Linked DNA regions of Dromaius novaehollandiae: region 1 is linked to region 2. The links are chromatin contacts, called in public Hi-C maps. All regions are on one chromosome and are shown on one strand. Each heading gives the region's core, a stretch centred on a gene start, on an enhancer-like site or on the middle of the called end of the contact. The rest is flanking DNA. Distances are from core to core; before and after follow the strand shown. Region 1 overlaps PRKACB (protein kinase cAMP-activated catalytic subunit beta). Region 2 holds the start of SAMD13 (sterile alpha motif domain containing 13).

Evidence for each region. Hi-C and Micro-C count contacts between places; a contact is called where the count stands out from the background.
Region 1: a contact with region 2 is called in a Hi-C map of brain, with 4 times the contacts expected there. The contact joins the enhancer-like site here to the promoter of SAMD13 in region 2. A contact is called at or near these places in 2 of 4 Hi-C or Micro-C datasets (brain and liver).

The regions. Positions count from the first base shown.
Region 1 is chr8:26,045,435-26,048,357 of bDroNov1.hap1, reverse strand. All of the region lies in intron 3 of PRKACB (protein kinase cAMP-activated catalytic subunit beta), which reads left to right. Among named protein-coding and RNA genes, the nearest start is that of PRKACB, 52 kb to the left of the region's middle. Within about 2 kb of position 1,422, at least 2 of the 2 cell types and tissues checked have open chromatin away from gene starts, as enhancers often do.
Region 2 is chr8:25,979,823-25,982,776 of bDroNov1.hap1, reverse strand. SAMD13 (sterile alpha motif domain containing 13) reads left to right here and starts at 1,608. Exons shown (of 5, transcript XM_026116489.2): 1 at 1,608-1,694; 2 at 1,958-2,048.

The DNA of each region.
Region 1 (2,923 bases), core at 173-2,672, 66 kb before region 2:
TCCATTAATGCTCATTATAGATCAAAGTTATTCTGTTGCACAAATTAAGTGGACTAAAGCCTTTGTCTGCTTTGTTACAGGTTGTCAGTTACTGAGGTCATATTTTATATTTCTCCAAAATTTAATCTTGGATTTTAATTTAAATAGGTCCATACACCTATCTGCCTGTTTTTTCCAGACCTCATTTGTCCAAAAGCAAGAGCATTTTAGTTAAAGTCTTGGAGGACAACTATTCTTATGCATGTCTAGCAAAACACATTTACACAGATCTTAAACTACTTTTCTTCTGCTGAGAAGTAAGAGGATTTGTACAAAATAACTTGCGATTTCATGTCAAACTGTATTAAACTTTGCTGTAAAATAAGTGTAGAAGTAGCTTTTGATCTCAAAGAGCATGAGCTAAGCAGATTCTTCAAGTTATTTCTGAAGATTTCTTGTATTTGTTTATGTACCAAGCAGCTATTTCAAAGATGTATCTTTGCTAAATTCTTGTTTTATTCTGGAGCTATTGTGTACTCTTTATTCACGCTCTGGAAACCTGTGCCTCACAGTGTGGCCACTATTGATTAGTCCAGAAGTGAGACACTTCTGTGCTTGCGGTTGAGGAACTGTTTGAGCATCCAGGGCCGCAGGAGAGAAAGTCATAAATGACTGATCTGAACGAGCTGTCTGCCAGGTGTGCTTTTGGTGGGGACTGACTTCTTTCTCTCTTGTCCTATTGAAGTAGATAGCTCGGGTGCTCAAGAGCAATGTTGAGGACAGACTGTAAACACTATCGAGGACAGACTGTAAACACCATCCTGAAGGAAGCTGTAGGAAAAGCAAGCGGGAGGGAGCCCTGTTAGGAGAGGCGTACTGTCCTCTCTGGGTGCGAAGGGCTGTCTCCTAACAAGCAGTTGGTCAGTGTGTTGGAAGACTTCACTTGTAATGCAAAGGATCTCTGTCCTCTTGCTTCCCAGAACTAGATTCAGGATTACACCTATAAGCTATGTGATCTCAAAACAGCACGGAAATGTATAGAAATTGATAGAAATGAGAACTTGATTTCTGCCATGGTACATGTAAACGAAAAATAAAATTGTCTTGGATGATGAATTTAGCAAATTTTGACAAGAGAACTGACAGGAAAAGTGAGCGTTTTTAGCTTGCATACTAGCAGTGAGATGCTGAGTGCAAGGATGGTTTGCTACTTCTTGGTTTTGTTTGTTTCTCTATACTCTGGTTTTCTTCTTGTGTCCATTCCTTTTGTATCAGCATGGGAAAAGAATAAATTACGCTGTCGGACCATGCAAGTGTTTATGCCTCCTGAGAAGAGGTGAGCGTGTTTCGATGTCTGCTGCAGTTAAGCTTGTGTACGGTAGATGCCAGTAGAGATCTACCGAATCAAAATAGAAATATGACCAGCATTTCCATAGCAACAACTTCCTCTTGGCAGTACTATTTATAGAAGTGCTGCAGTCCCAGCTTTAGTACTGCTCTCAGAGGCACCCGCTTATAAGGGTTAACCTTTTTAGAAAAAATGTACATGTAAAAGTACAGTAAAACTCTGTGGTTTTACTCTCTTGTGTTTTATTAAACAGGGAAGTTATTTGTTGTCTTTATTTTGCTTGTATACATTATGAAAAATCTTTCTTTCAAAATTTCAGGACAGGCATTAAATCTGTAAGATATTAATGAATACTGCTCTTCCTTTTGTCTGTTTAAGAAAGAAATGCAAGCTAGTGACCCAGTGCTGTATGTAAAGCATATAAAAAAATCAAAAATACATCTGCTTTTTCAAGAAGCCTTTTTCTGCCTTACTTCTACCCATAATTCCTTCTGAAATATGCATGTCTGGCAAAACATAATATGGTTTGTGTTTATTCACATAATTTCTATTAAAATAGTTTTTGATTTTTAGTTATTAAATGGATATCTATATACTTTGTCTTTTTCTTTCAGCTTTCCGTCACAACTGTACAGAACAGCACACTGGGTTCCTCAGTGTATATTCTTTAACAAGTTGTAAAACTATGAGCTATTGAATGCTTATGAATTGTAGCATCTTCTAATTCAAAATATTAGACAGTGACATTTTTTCCTCATATTTGAAAATGTCATATCTTTGTCATATAACTCTCTGAAATGGTTTGACAGCATCTGTCAACTTATAAATATTTTACTGGTCAATAGGAGACCCGCTAAATTCAGAAACATCTACAAGGTTTTAAAAATGGAGGAATCCTCACTAACATATTATTTTGTATCAAGTGATTCCTCACTCCTGTTTTAATAAATAATAAAGTTGGGCTTTCATTGTTGAAAGAACTGAAGCATAAAGGGAAGAATGCGCTTTATCAAGCCATATATTTTTAAAGCAAATAAAGAAGATTTCTCCTTTGAATTCTAAAAATAGCTTTCTTCTAGTATCCCTTTATCAGGCTTCTTTAAATTATTTTTCCATAGATTATGAACAAAATAAACATACAGAAAATATCTTGGTATGTCTTTCTTGCTTTTGGGCAAAGGCCAGTGCTGAAAAAGGGAACGATTAATTTTAAAGCTTTTTTTCTTTTTCTTTAAAGGAAATAACGGAGGATGGAGAAATTTTATTTAGCCCTTAAAAAGAAGTAGAATATGCTTAAACAGGCAGGCTGAGATTCAGCTTTGTAAGTATGCAGGAAAATGTTAAGTTTCAAGGTTAGAATCGAGACATAAATATTTGTTAGCTATAGGTGATCTGGAACTTATTTTACAGCATAGAACCATTTTTCAAGATCCTGTCAAGAAATACAGTGCGTTATCTTAAAAACTCCTGTTTATTTTTGACTGTAAAACATTTGTGGTTAACCTTTGTTTAACACAAAGGAGGACGCTCCCAGTTCTGACATAGCAAAAGAGGGTTTTATTTCTGTGTGTGAAACTCAGAAGTATGGCATTAGCT
Region 2 (2,954 bases), core at 359-2,858:
CCTAGGAAATGCTTTCTGCCAGAAGCAGGATGCAAACAGTCAAAAGTCTATGTCACTTTCCTGCTTTATCTCTCTGCAGACATAATCTCATTTTAATTGAATGACCTTACCTCAAAACTGAATGAAAATACAAGCCACAGATCATACTCCACATTGAATTTTTCCACAGCTTATTTTCTTAAAATTTCTCTCTCTGCTGTTCAATGTCTTTTAGAAGGAACTCACACACTGTGTGAGCCTTATTTTAAATACTCTAAGGATTAATTGAAGAACACGATGGAAGGAATGAGAGAGTGTGAGTAAAATAGCTGGCTTATATTTGTATCCTCAAATGTCAATTCATTACCAAAGTTAGAAACCAGCTGATCTGGAAAATTCAGTATGTCCTCATTTAGACTACTTATTTCCTGAGAAACAAAAAAGAATTGCCTTGTGTGGCTTATTTTACAGCATGTTTTAGGATGGGAAGTAAAGAGGGTTTTCTTTAGTGTGCAGTATATTTAATAATTGTTTATCTGCATTTATTTAAAATCCAAAGCAGTGAAGACTCCCACTACTATCAGTTATCAGCACTCATATTCAATGCATGCTCAAATTGTATTATTTACATATTTCTGTGAGCTTTGGTTATTCATTTGCCAGCATGTAAGTTTGGCAAAATGAAATAATCGGGGAAGTCTTGTCAACAGTCCCCTTTGCACAAAACTACACTCTTCCTGTGATTTTAGTGCTTGTAACTTAAGAGTTTGAGTTAGGAGCTTGGTGACTTCAATCTCTGTTCACAAGACAGGCAGCAGTCACATAAACTCCTCTATCACCATGCAGCCAGGATGCACTACGCTGCTTCTAGCATGAGACAGATGTGCAGTGGTTGGGACAGTCCTGCGCCGCTTACTCCGCCTGCCCATGCCAGCTGTGGGAGCTGTTTCGTGGAGTCATGGCTCTTCTGCAGAAATGAGGCTGAGGTCACTAGCTCATTTGGTACGAATCCCCAAGTAGGTAGTAATGTCCCTCTGACATGGCTAACCTTGTCTCGCATTGAACAGTAAGGGTGTCATTTTGAGTGGTTTGTCTTAGAAAGCAATTCTGTAAGTAGCACATCCCACCAATTTGTACTCATCCAGGCTATTAAGGGTGCTCAAAAGGTGGTAGCATTACAGTCCCTCTGAGCTGTGGCTGACACACAGAAGGGAAGTTTGCAAAGCATTTGCGCAGAGAAACCAGGATGTGTTGTTACTGTTTAATTTTCCTACTGCTGATGGTGTCACCTACATAATGTTTTTGTACAATTAGAAAATGTCCTAAATCAAGGGAAATTTAGAAGTAGTAATTAAAAAAATGAGTTTAGTACAAAAAAAGGGGTGGCAGGAGAAATTGCTGGGGAGGATTGCCAAAATTTGTTTTAATCCACGTGGGCTAGATTTTATTCTCGGTTGGCCAGGCTTAGTTCTTTGTGGGCGCTGTGAGTTGTATCTCATTGTAAAAGACGACCCATGGATATCCATGAGTCTATTTGTGAAATAAGATACGATGCTTACGTGAGTAAGAGCGGTAACGTGTCCCGGGGAATCGCTGTCTCCATCTCCTCTTTGTGTGGTCCCTGCAGTGGCACAGCTCTGGTGCCCTTACTCAATCCTCCTTTCTACCATCCTGAACCTGAAAGGGTCCTGTTTCAGAGAAAGCCAAGTGTCATTGTAAGTTGATGAACTCATTTCAGAAATTAATTTGATGTGATTTTATCAATTCTTGCAGATGTGGTTGTTCCTATTTCTCACTTTGCTTAAAAGATTCCTCTGATAAGTTACTTTATACTTTGAAAGTGTCTGCCGTTCTTTTTGCCTTTTTTTTTTAACTCTTACTAAATACATCCCATTTGGTAGGAGGAGTAGAAATGTTTACAAGGAGGTCCCAAGAAACTCAGGTCATGAATCTTGCATTGAGCGCTACTCTCTTGCAGCACGATACGGGAGGATTTGCAGCTCTCCTTGCGGGCAGCCTTCCCAACAAAGAAGCGGCGAGCGCTGTGCCCTCCGGAGCTCTTCCCACAGGTAAACACTGCTGCAAGCAGCCCGAGCCTCCGGAGCGGCTTCTCCCTGCTCCCGCCACCCCCCGCCATTCCCAGCCCCAGCGAACTTGCCGGGGTGCCCTTCCCAACGGCTGCAGTGCGGGTGGGGGGACCCTCGCGCCGGGGCCCTGTCAGCGCGCAGGTGGCAAATGGCTCCCGCGCGGCAGCCACCGCGCCGCGGGCACCCGGCGGCAGCGAGGCGGCGCCGCGCTGCGCCTTTAAAACGGCCGCCATGACGCGGGCGGCGGTTGGTGCGGGCCGTGTGTGGCGCCCGCGTCACGCGGGCCGGGAGCCAGGCGGGGCTGCTGCCCGGTGTCAAACTGAGCCGCCTCGGAGCGCCCCGCTGCCGGCGGGGGGGGGGCGGGAGCCGGGGGCTCCGCCGCTCCGGAGCCGCGGGTAGCAATGCTTTGGTTTAGTTGCTCGTAGGTAGGTTTTTCTGTCTTACTTTCCCCCCCTCCAGCCAAAAAATGACAATGTGGTGTAATGCTGCCTGGCGGATGGTTTCCGAGATGCTTGTAAAATGGTGAACGTGTGTCACACAGCCCCCGAGGGAGCCGCTTCCTCGCCCGCTGGGGGAGAGGGGGAGCGCTGGGCGCCGGCACTGCCCCCCGAAGTTGGGGTGGCTGCGAGGGGCTGCGGGCTTTGCCGACAATACCCCGCACGCGAGCTCGGTGTCGCCTTCTCGTTGTGTTTCACTGTGTCGAGGAGAACATTTTGCAAATAGGTTGTGGCAGTTGTCATTTTGCAGTCACCTCAGGTGAACTGAGAAGTGGTTTGGAAGAATGCATTGAGTTATTTGGTCAACAGTGCTGGAAGAAACGCCTTTTTGATTAGTTTGTAACTGTTGGTTTTGGTGTTTTAAATGCTGCTAACTGTATAATAAATGGTC